2 separate regions of the Mus musculus genome follow, and region 1 is linked to region 2. The links are chromatin contacts, called in public promoter capture Hi-C maps. All regions are on one chromosome and are shown on one strand. Each heading gives the region's core, a stretch centred on a gene start, on an enhancer-like site or on the middle of the called end of the contact. The rest is flanking DNA. Distances are from core to core; before and after follow the strand shown.

What was found. Promoter capture Hi-C pulls out the DNA fragments that hold promoters and counts their contacts.
Region 1: a promoter capture Hi-C map of hippocampal neurons shows a contact between it and region 2, with 2.0 times the contacts expected there. The contact joins the promoter of Rab29 here to the enhancer-like site in region 2. A contact is called at or near these places in 2 of 39 promoter capture datasets (hippocampal neurons and stem cell-derived epiblast-like cells) and 2 of 115 datasets of contacts at active chromatin or transcription factors (bone marrow-derived macrophages and embryonic stem cells).

What each region holds. Positions count from the first base shown.
Region 1 is chr1:131,865,702-131,871,273 of GRCm38.p6, reverse strand. It overlaps Rab29 (RAB29, member RAS oncogene family), which reads right to left and starts at 3,997. Exons shown (of 6, transcript NM_144875.2): 1 at 3,864-3,997; 2 at 3,499-3,755; 3 at 1,270-1,341; 4 at 413-594. The coding sequence starts at 3,622.
Region 2 is chr1:131,552,563-131,558,501 of GRCm38.p6, reverse strand. No RefSeq gene overlaps it. Among named protein-coding and RNA genes, the nearest start is that of Fam72a, 28 kb to the right of the region's middle. Within about 2 kb of position 3,156, at least 66 of the 459 cell types and tissues checked have an H3K27ac peak or open chromatin away from gene starts, as enhancers often do. A contact at or near this core is called in bone marrow-derived macrophages and hippocampal neurons, where this site is marked.

The DNA.
Region 1 (5,572 bases), core at 2,748-5,247, 310 kb before region 2:
AACTCCAGACCCATGAATGTGACACCCTCTTCTGACCTCCTGAGGTGCCACACACGGACACACACACATGGTACACAGATATACATGTAGGCAAAGCACAAAATTGGGGGGAGGGGAGAAAACCATTTTCTCAAAATCTCTTTAAAAGAAAGAGGAGACAGCTCTTCCAACTTGAACAGAACAAACAGGCAGGCTGATATGTTGGTGGCTAGGCATGGGGCACTAATTACAGCACCTGGGCAAGAGAAGTGGGGTTGTTGGTTCTAGGCCAGCCCTGGTGGGTGACACGGGAGCTATCTTTAAAAACTAAATAAAACAGGGTAGACATGCTCGGAAACACAGGGTCTTTTAGATACCTTTACTCTGGCCACTGATAGATGCCAGGGACTATTTACTTAAACTGGCCACACACCTTGTTGGCCAAGAGCAGGCAGGGCACTGGCTCCCCACTGGGTAGTGTGAGCTTGCTGTCCAGATCCTGTTTCCATCTTTGGCTGTTGCTGAAAGTAGTGGCATTGGTGACGTCAAACATAATAACACAGGCAGAAGCATCTCTATAGTAGAGTCGTGTCATGGATGTGAAACGCTCCTGCCCTGGAGAGAAGTGAGAGCTCTCATGGAGGTGATTCTGAAGGTGAGCACCCTCTGATACCCTGAGTACCCTTCCTTCACCGGAGGTAGGACATCTGCATATATGGTATTGAAGGCCCCACCCCTTCCTTCCCCTCTGACCCTTTGATTAGCCACTGCAGAGTTTGTATCCAAACTGTGATGTCCAAAACCCTGTCTGCCACTTGCTAACTGTGTGACTTTAAGAAGATCCAGTTGAGGACTTCAGATGTGTCATGTGTAGAGTAAGATAAAGGCTTTCACAACAGGGCTAGTGAACCAGTAAATTTGAAGTATGAAGAGCAGCCTATAACAAGGGTTCATCATTATCACTGCCTCTATTTGCTGGAGATCTTGTTTCTCAGTAAAGTCGGCTGAAGATCTGGCGCCTCCTCTGCCACTGGGGGACATCCACCTCTGGGTCATCCACCACCTTAGAGGCTTTCCACCCACGCACAGATGGCACTATGTCTCTTTGTCTTTGGAGCAATATGTCTCCAAAATCATCCCAAAAGCTCAGAGCAGCTCAAACTTGTAGCTTCAGGGGGAAAAAAAGTCAGCTTTGCCATTCCATATTCATTCCCCCCTCCCCCCGCCCCCCAAACAGCTTGCTGGGTAAATAATTTCTCCCCTTGTTACTGCCTGGTTTTCCCATTTTACCTGCAATATCCCAGAGCTGCAGCCGCACCATCTCTGAGTCAGACCACTGGAGAACCTTGAGAGCAAAATCCACTGAAAATATATGAATATTGTACTTTAACAAAAACATGTCTTTACGATGGTTCTGAGAGTGAGATGAAGGCATTTGTGGCTAACCCTGACAACCCAAGTTAAATCCCTATAGCCCAAGCCTATAAACTGGCTTCTGACTTCCACAAGTATGTCACAGAATACATGTCCACACACACACACACACACACACACACACACAGTAAATGGTTTTTTTTTTTTTTTTTTTTTTTTTTTTTTTTTTTTTTTAGTCCTAGCACAAGCTCAGATCAAATAAATATACAGTGACAACCCCAGGATCACAACACTCCAATTAGGTTTAAACCTTCTGGCGATGGAGAGGAGCCCCCATGGTACATTTGTGTTGGGACACATAATCCGTACTCTCCAAACGGTCTTCAGTGTTTTCTCCTCTCTCAGATCAAATTATTTCACACTGATTATCTCCTTGGCTAGGATCAAGAAAGTTATGGGCATGGTTATGACCATTATTCCTGTTCTCAGGTTAAATGGTTTCTGGGATGTTTTTTAAGTGGGGGGTTCTCAAGGAAAGAATGGTGGGGGAGATGGAGGAAAGGAAGGTAAGGTGGTTAGCTTTGTATCTTCCATCTTAACTTCACTGTTAGTATCTAATCAAACAGTATTATGAGAAAATACAGTGAAAACCTCTGTATCCTCCTTAAGGCTATGGTATATGTCCAGCAGGTACTGGTTAAATGAACAAGATGGCAGAGGTTGAGACATGGATGCTGCTTAAGAGCTGTGCTGAATCCCCCACGGGTCTGCAGATGCTGAAACTCCATGAGGTTGGACTGAACAGCTATTCCAGGGGAACCTCCCAAAGTCGGATAGTAGAGCCTAGCTCCAACTTGAGATCCTCCTGCCTCAACCTCTTGAATGCTAGAATTAAAGGTAGAGACAACCACACTATGCTGGAAAAGCTACTTGTTAAGGAGAAACACAGAATAATTTCAGTTCAGAAACATATTCTTTCTTCTACATCTGTGACAGAAGTGAAAACGAGGGAGAATTTATAATAAACATTGGGAAAAACAAACAAAACTTGCCAGAATCAGTATGTTCATACTGTCGGAAAACAGTCCACTGGTAAAAATTAATTCACAGGACATTTTTAACCCAAAATCCATGAAATAAGGACTTGTATTTAGGAGTGGTGGGCAAAGTAGTCAGGAAACAGTTTTTGAAATATTCTATAAAGTTTTCATTTCAAAGAAAAGAGTTAATAAAAAAACTTTCACATGTAAATCTGTGTTGGTACAAATGTAATTTTATGTGCTGGGCGTGGTGGCGCATGCCTTTAATCCCAGCACTTGGGAGGCAGAGGCAGGCAGATTTCTGAGTTCAAGGCCAGCCTGGTCTACAGAGTGAGTTCCAGGACAGCCAGGGCTATACAGAGAAACCCTGTCTCAAACAAAACAAAATAAAAAAAACAAATGTAATTTTATTCTTTCACATTACTGTAACCTTGTTAACTACCTTCTCCTTGTGGTGGTGGTGGAGGTGTGTGTGTGTCTGTGTGTATCTGTGTCTGTGTCTGTGTGTTTGGGGTAGACAGACCGACAGGTGGACAGTTCAGCAGAGTCCAAAGGCCACACTGGGAAAGAAATGAATTTACTTTTAGTGCTTCTTTCTCTCTTCCTCCCTGCCTTCCCCAGTGCAAGAGAAGACGACAGGCCACTCGAGGGTATTTCACATTCTTTCGTGAATTCCTCACATTTCCCACTCAGTTCACTAATGACACCATAGGGCTCATCAGACCTGACCGGAATCTGTCCTCCAGTCTTCCCCACACCTCTGACTGCTTAGCTCCTGGGCTTTCCTCCTAAGGTAACGGGGTTCTTTCCTCAACACCCGTCGGATGCTGGTAGGAAGCAGGGTAACTGCCCCAGCCTGCACTTGAACCGGGACTCAGCTGACTTTGCTGACTGGAGAAGTTGCTCTGGGCAGCGCATGGCTGCGGGAGGGCTCTGCTCTCTGCGGTGAATAGTCCCCGGCTCAGACCCCTTCACCATCTCTCACCTGTATACTTTGGCCCTATCTTTGTAGGTAGGCTGGGGACCCCTTAGAGGCAACCTCGGTACCCAGAGGCTACCGGCTGCGAGCCTCGACCCCTGCTCCTAGTCACCCGTGACCGCTCACCTCCCACGGTGGACTTGTAGTGCTTGCTGAAGCTGTCCTGGGAGTAGCGCTGGACCAGAGACGTCTTGCCAACGGCGGCGTCCCCCACCACCAGCACTTTAAACAGGTGATCTCGGCTGCCCATGGCTAGTGGTGGGGAGAGGTTTTTTGATAGTTTGTTTTTCCGGGAAGTCGCTTATTTCAACCCCTTTGGCTCCCGGGTTCTCTTCCAATTGAAGTCAGGCATCTCCACCCTCGGTTGGTTGAAGCTTCTCTGACTGGAAAGCAGAAAAGGAAACTTTTGCACTCGGCCTGTGCGCGCTTCCTCCCCGCGCGGCCGCAGCCTGGGTGGGGCGGGTACCAGCTCGACCCTCCGCGATTGGCACCTTCCTTTCAGGGACCTCCGAGTCGCTCGCCAGCATTGAACCGTGGCCAGCACCTTGCTTAGAGAAGTACAGATGACTTAGACCCTTTCTCGGACCGCACACACAAAATTGAGGTTGTGCAGAGTCCTTGTCCGGTCCCCGTCCTGCCACTGGCGGCGCACTTCCCAGTCTTCCGTCAAAAACGTTGTGAGCCCCACTGCTCGGAGAACTACATTTCCCAGTGTGCCTCTTGGTAAAGCGACCAGACCAGTGTGGCGACTTGCCACGTACACTCTTGGGAAATGTAGTTTCCTAGCTATCTTGAGCAAATTTACATAAAAGTTTTAAGGTTTTCAAACTTTAAAGAATTTAGAAATCTATTTAAAAACAATTCTAAAGTTTGGCGTCGAAGCACAGGTTTGCAATCCAGGCCTTGGGGAGATGGAAATAGGAGGATCATAAAACCCTAGTTCATCCATCGTCTTCTGCAACAAGTGTGTTCAAGGACCCCTAACCCCACCACTTCCTCTCCCCAGAGCAAGACAAGAGATTGGAAGCAACTTTGGGTCACCCTGAACTACGTAGACCATGATCTCTCCTGTCTAAATCTTTCCCCCAGATGTTTTCTTAAAATCACATTTTAAAGATTTCTAGACGGCCTTTCTTATTAGCCATATTTTAAAGGTTTTATAACACAAAGATAAATGTCCAAGTTCCAAGTGAAGTCCATTTCCTGTTGTCTTAACTACAGAGTCAAATCTCGAGCCTTGTAAAGACAAGGTCAAATTTTCCATATGACCAATAACAGGCACATTTGGGGACATTTGACCCAAAAGATCAACCTTTTAAAAAAAATCTATGTCAAAAGTTACAACACTTAATAACTAGCTATAGCAATAACAATGCAGAATAAACAAGAGATAGTTCCTCATTGACACTTCCACATTTCTTACACCAGCCACGCATAGCGTTTGAGCACCAGGACATTTCCTTTTGTTGCTGCTATTAATTCTGAATACTCATAAAATGATTGGCAAATATTTTTACTTTTCCTACCTGTAATTTTTCTGTCCTGCCTGTCCTTTAGCTAGAAATTGTGGCTAGTAGAATAAGCTTCACTTTTTTCCCCTTTTGGCTGTTTTGTTGTTGTTTGTTTGTTTGTTTGTTTGTTTTTTGTTTGAGAGAGGATTTTCTGTAGCCTAAGTTGGTGTCAACTTCTGACAGTAGACCATAGAACTTGTGGTTCAATTGTAACAACATCCAGTTTTGTAGTTTTGGAGAGTAAATCCAGGCATGCTAGGCAAGTCCTCTACCATCGGAGCTACATCTCCAGCCCTCCTCCTCCTCCTCTCCCTCCTCCTTCTCCTTCTCTTCTTTCTTTTTTCCTTTCGACAGAGTCTATGTAGCCCAGGCTGGCTTTGAGCTCCAGATCCATTTGCTTCTGTTTCTGCTTCTACTCCCTCCACTGGAATGCATGCACACAGTATGCAGCTTTGTGTGTGTGCTCATGTGCGCAAGCTCGTACACATTTGGGGCTGGTTTCTTCCACTACTCTCTCCCTTCCTCTCTCTTAAAAACTGGAAATTTAAAGTTAGTAAACAAAGTAATACCTTCCATTACAACATTTCCATATAACTCCCCCCCCTCGATGTTCTTTGTTCTAATCACCACGTTTGCCAGTCCTCTCTCCTCCACTCACCTTTAAGGATTGCGTTAGTTGTTACTGCTTT
Region 2 (5,939 bases), core at 1,907-4,406:
GACACTTGTAAACACAATGACATATCACAATGCCAAAAGGTTGAAGATCTCTTATCACTGCAGAGACTGAAAGTAGGGCCTGAAGACCTAATTGAGAATTCTTAGTTTTTATTCTTCCCACCGGACTTGATAGCCTTCCCGGTCAGTCTCATTTTCACCTCATTTGCATACTCACATCCAGCCAATTGGAGCCTAAGTGATCCCTTATAAATTCAAGCACCTGGGAGGACCTTCAGCCAGTAGAATCCCTGCAGAGCTCAACAGAAAAGGGAGAAGGCTGTCCTCACAGCCTTCATCTGGGAAGGCCTGACTGATTTCCCTAGACCCGAGGCTTCTGTTCTGGGCAGGATGGTCATTTGAGTCCACCTTCAGGACTCAACCAGAGGTTGCAGTCAACCATTCCTGCCTCCAAGACACTACATCTCAGCTCCAGAAGGCAGTTTGTCTCTGCAGCTGCTTCCAGCCTTCAGTTCCCACTGCTCTCCAGACCCGTGGCTCCAGGCTACCATACAGGCTTACAGCCTCAGAGACCTACAACTCCAGACTTTGGGGCTTGCTACTCCCACTGACCTGCAGACTTGCACTGCAAGGGACTACTTTCAGCTGCCACCCCAAAGTCTAAGCAAAATTGCATTACCTGCAACCTCTTTTTATTAACATCCTACTGAGGGTCTCAGAACTTTTACTTTTCCCTTTAAGTTCCTGCTTCTAAGCAGCAGTGAAGGCTTCCTTGTTTTCCTTTTGCTATCTGACCACTCTGAGGGACCCTCAGGGCTTTTCCAGTCCCACACCCTTCTTACAGCTTCCCCCTCCTGTGAAGCTAGGCCAAGTTCCATTCTCCACCCACATGATCATTCTTAAGTAAAAATTTCTCAGAGTGGGGATGGGGGGGTGAGGACTGACCAAGGGTCAGGGTCTTACAACTCCATTCTTGGAGGGAGGGAGGGAAGAGAACTAGATTGGAAACAGGCAATGGTTTCCAATGACTGCTTCACTTTCAGCAGCCAGGTATGGTTAAAAGAAAGGCAAGGGCCATGATACTGGCCTGGAGTCTGTCAGAACCAAAAGAGCCAGCCCCAGTGGGCTGCAGGCTCAGCAGGAAAGAGTTTAGCTTTTCTCCCTTTTGAGTGTGAGCCTGACCTAGCACAGCAAGTTACCCCATAGAGACTATTGGAGGGAGGAAATCACAAGTGATGTCATAGCAGCAATAATCTAGGACAAGGAAGCCATATGGGTCATTGAAAATGATTGTGGGTTAAGGAAGCTAGATGGGGTAGCATCTCCCATCCACATCAGTGTATTGTGGTGCGTGTGCACACATGCACATGAGTGCATGCTTTATTTTTTTTTTAAGCATCCCTTAGCTATCCAAGATCAATTCACTCTTGCTGAGATCAGAAAGAAGTAGATCTTCAGAGATCTTGCAAATCTCTGTAAAAGGTTTGTTTATGTGATGGTATTCCTTGAGTGTCTTATAGGCGCGTACCTGTGTGCACCATGGATAAACAATCTGATTGAACGTATAAAATATCTCAGTGGATAAAAGTGGCTGCTACCAAGGCAGATTACCTGAGTTTGAGCCCCAAAACCCACATGATGGAGAGAGAACTAACTCTCACAAGTTGTCCCCCAACTTTCAAAAGCATGTTGTAGTATGTTGGAGATTGGTTCTAATGCTTTGATTCAATTGGGAATCTGCATATCCAAACACCAAAGGCCCTTGTGCCCAGTTGGTTTTTGATCTATCAATAAAGATGCCAGTGGCCAATGGCTGAGTAAAGGGAGAGGGGCGGGACCCTTAGAGTTGCACAGGCTAGGATGCAGGGGGGAGGAGAAAGGAATCTCCATGACTCAGAGGAGAGATGCGGAGGGAAACATGTCAGTGTGCAGGCCGACTTGGTGCTGGAGCAGCTGAGAGTGCTATATCTTGTAGTAATTGTTGCAGTAATTCTCTCCATCCCTAATATGCCCTGGCAATGAAAACACGACTCAATTAATATGAATACATTCTGTGCGCCTAGATTAGGTAGATCTACTGCTACACTACCACCTTCCACATCTATGAGACCCCTTAGAATCCACAGGCAGCAGAAGGAGACTGTACCATGCTGGGTACAGCTTGAGCATAGGAGACTTCAAAGCCTGCCTCCACAGTGACACAATTCCTCCAAGGCCACATTTTCTAATGGCTTGTAGTGGTTTGAATATGTTTGACCCAGGGAGTGGCACTATTTGGAGATATTGCTTTGCTGGAGTAAGAGCGTCCTTGTTGGGGTGGGTTTTGAGATTCTCATCCTAGCTGCTTAGAAGACAGTCTGCTCCTGGCTTCCTATGGATGAAGATATAGAACTCTCAGTTACTCCAGCATCATGTCTGCCTGGATGCTGCTGTGCTTCCTGCTATGACGATTATGGACTGAATATCAGAACCCATAAGTCAGTACCAATTAAATGTTGTCCTTTATAAGAGTTGCCATGGTCATGGTGTCTTCACAGAAATGGAAACCCAAAGACAGGTCAAGCACTCAAACACATGAGTCTATGGGGCCATAGCTATTCAAACCACCACAACTAATTTTTCATAGAAAGATATCACTATATACATGTATTGAAACTTTGTGTGTGTGTGTGAGAGAGACAGAGACACAGAGAGAGACAAAGAGAGACAGACCTACACACAAACACATACACAGACATACAGAGAGACAGACACACAGAGAGACAGACAGAGATACAGAGAGAGACAGAGACAGACCTACACACAAACACATACAGAGACACACACAGAGACAGACACACAGACAGAGACAGAAAGAGACAAATAGAGACAGACAGACCTACACACAGACACATACACAGACACACAGAGATAAACACAGACACAGGGAGAGACAGACTTACACACAGACATATATTATATATGTATATATAAATATATATATGTATATATAGAGAAACAGAGGCATATGTATACATATATATGTTATGTATATATAGAGAGACACACAGACAGACAGAGGCAGGCAGGCAGGCAGACAGACAGACAGACAGACAGACGCACGCACGCACGCACGCACGCACGCACGCACGCACAAGAATAGAACTCAATACGTAACTGTATCACCGGGAACAAAGCCTTCTCTATTCCTGTTCAGTGTCTGGCTAAAGGACAGCAGGTGGCAGCAGAGTCCAGCCTGGGGTTGTAGGAGCAGCTAGAGAGAGAAGCAGTTTTTGAGTAAAGCCTTCCCTCTGAAAAATCTTAACACGAGAATAAAAATAGAACAATGAAGAGCTGGTGCCACGAGCTCCAGTCACTGCAGAGCCTGATGTCATTCACTGTCTGCCATCTGCAGAGCCTTGTCCTTCCAGGAGAAAGCAATGGTCCCAGGCTCTGAGTGGCCCCTCCCCAGCTTTGCTCAGGTCACAGGATGAAGCTGGCTCAGCAGGAAAGGGGCTCTGGGCAAGCGGAGCTGGAGGAAGGACTGATTTTTAGGAGACTGCAGACAATAAAGAGAAACAACAGAATGCTAAGTCAAAGGAGGTTGTCGCAGGAGACTACAAAATGCATGGTGCCACTGGAAGAAAAGTTCAGAAGAGGCAAATCTAGAGACAGAAAGAGATTAGTGGTTGTCCAGGGCATGGGGAGGTGGTAACTGTGGCAGAGCTTCTAATGAAGACCTACTTTCTTGACAGGATGGAAAGATCCTGAAATTTGACTATGTTAGGGGTTGTAAAATTCTCTAAGTATGCTAAGAATCATTGAGTTCTACATTTGAAATGGGTGAAATTTATAGAATGTACGTTTTCTTATAAAGATAGATCATAGGCCTGGCTTCTCTCTCTTACTTGCTATGGTCCCTCAGTTTCTTTTCTATACCTACAAAAATTAAGTCAGGATAATCTAACGAAGGCTATAAAAATGTCAGTCCATAGTGAACATGGAATTCGTGTCATTTTGTTTTCCTGGTAAGATGACATTTTATCTCAAAGCTTAGCTGTGTCATGTTTTGCTTTTGATACAACGACAAATGTCTCCACTGCCTTCTATTCCCACACCAGATATTTTCAATGAACAACTTTGCTTATTACACAACATTGGGAAGTCTCTGAGAACAGAAGTTAATAGTGGTGTTGTGCTGGGAAGGGTCTGAGTAGGAGGGAATATCCCTCCCTTCGACTACAAGGAGAACAAGACAGAGTCACTAGAGCATCCCTGCAGTGCAGCCTGTGCAACCATTGCACAATGGGATCCCAGTCCCCACCATTGCCAAAGGTCTCAGATCGGAGGATCAACGATGTTATAGTAAAAACCATTTTCAACTTGTAATTACTATTGTAATGATTCAGTTTCTCGAGAATGGTAATTGTATAAAATTGCTCTTGCAGTTTTCTTTTCAATACAATGTGCCTGTAAACCATGGATATCCCCTTTGTAAAAAGACACTGTAGATAGTTGAACATTTGATTATAGCAAAGTCATTAGTTTCTTGTTACACATTATTGGGTTTAATATTGTTCTTGAAAATAGTTGATGATTATGTTAAGTATAACTTTTCTAATAAAATTTGTGTTCAAGTTGTACATTTTGGAATATACAAAAAAAAAACATTTTCAGAAACTAGAATATTAGAAGAAAAACCAACACAGTACAACATTGTTCCTTTAAATTCATGTGAATTTCTATACCACACTTGTGAACTATTAAAAGATTTCAAAGTTGGACTGGAGAGATGGCTCAGCAGTTAAGGGTGCTTATCCACAGGACTTGGGTTCATTATCTAGCATCCACATGCTGGCTCACAACCATCTGTAAATCCAGTTCCAGGGGATTTTCTTCTGAGTCCCAAGGGTACTAGGCATGCAAATGGTTCACAGACATACAGGCAAAATACCATACACATAAAATAAAATTTAAAAAGACTTTTAAAAAAAGTCTTCAAAGTTTTCAAGTAAAAGAAAAAAAAATCTGCCTTAATCCATCACTATCTGTAACCCTATTTATGTATAAATGTAGTCTTAAAAAACATGTTAGCATAATCATGTGTACTCAGTAACTCCAACCCTGTAGCACTGTCTCCCTTTAATTGATCCCATCACTGGGTTCCTTCTTAGGGGTGTTCTGTTTTGCCACATTCAAAGTGTATGGCCTTCAGCACCTTTTGCTTTAACCGCTGCCCTACAGAATTGGATGATCCTTGGTGTTACTCTTTTATCTACAGGGCCATCCCTCTGCTCTAGTGGTGGAAATATTACAGCCCACAAAGCAGATTAAGTCTCTGTTCCCCTGGAGTTTGCTTCATGGTAGAATGAGTAATGGCAACGACAAATGTATATGTATTGCTGTGGACTGAATTGTGATGCCATATGTTGGACCTCTGACTGCCAGTGTGATCGTAATTGGCAATGGAACCTTTGGAAGGTGATTAATAGTGACATCATGAATCTAAGATCCTCTTGAGAGGAAGAGGAGATGGTTTAAGTTCTATGCACACCACACAAAACAGGGAAACAGCTGTCTGCAAAACAGCAAGGACCCTACTGGCACCAAAGAGTGGACTAAGATGGCTGATCTTACTGCTGGAACGAGTCCTGGACAACACCAAGGTGAGGAGCAGGCTAGGGAAGCCTCTTGACTCTGATCAGACTCGGGCCTCCATAAAATACTCATCTGTAAAAGGTACCTGGAAAATCCACGGTTCTGCCCATCTTACGGTTGGGAGAACTATTCACCTAAGCACACACGCAAGTGTGCTAGACTTAAGGTGTTGGGTAGGGCATCCTAACCATCCTGGTTTAAATTTCAAACTGAAGATTGTGCCCCTAAATTAGGATCTGGCTTCCCTAGTCCACAGTGTTTCCTTTCTGGAGGAGAAGCAGCGGGTGTCAGGCAGAGCTGCTCCTTCTCAGCAATTCTCCTTCCTTACTATTGGCTCTGCAGAG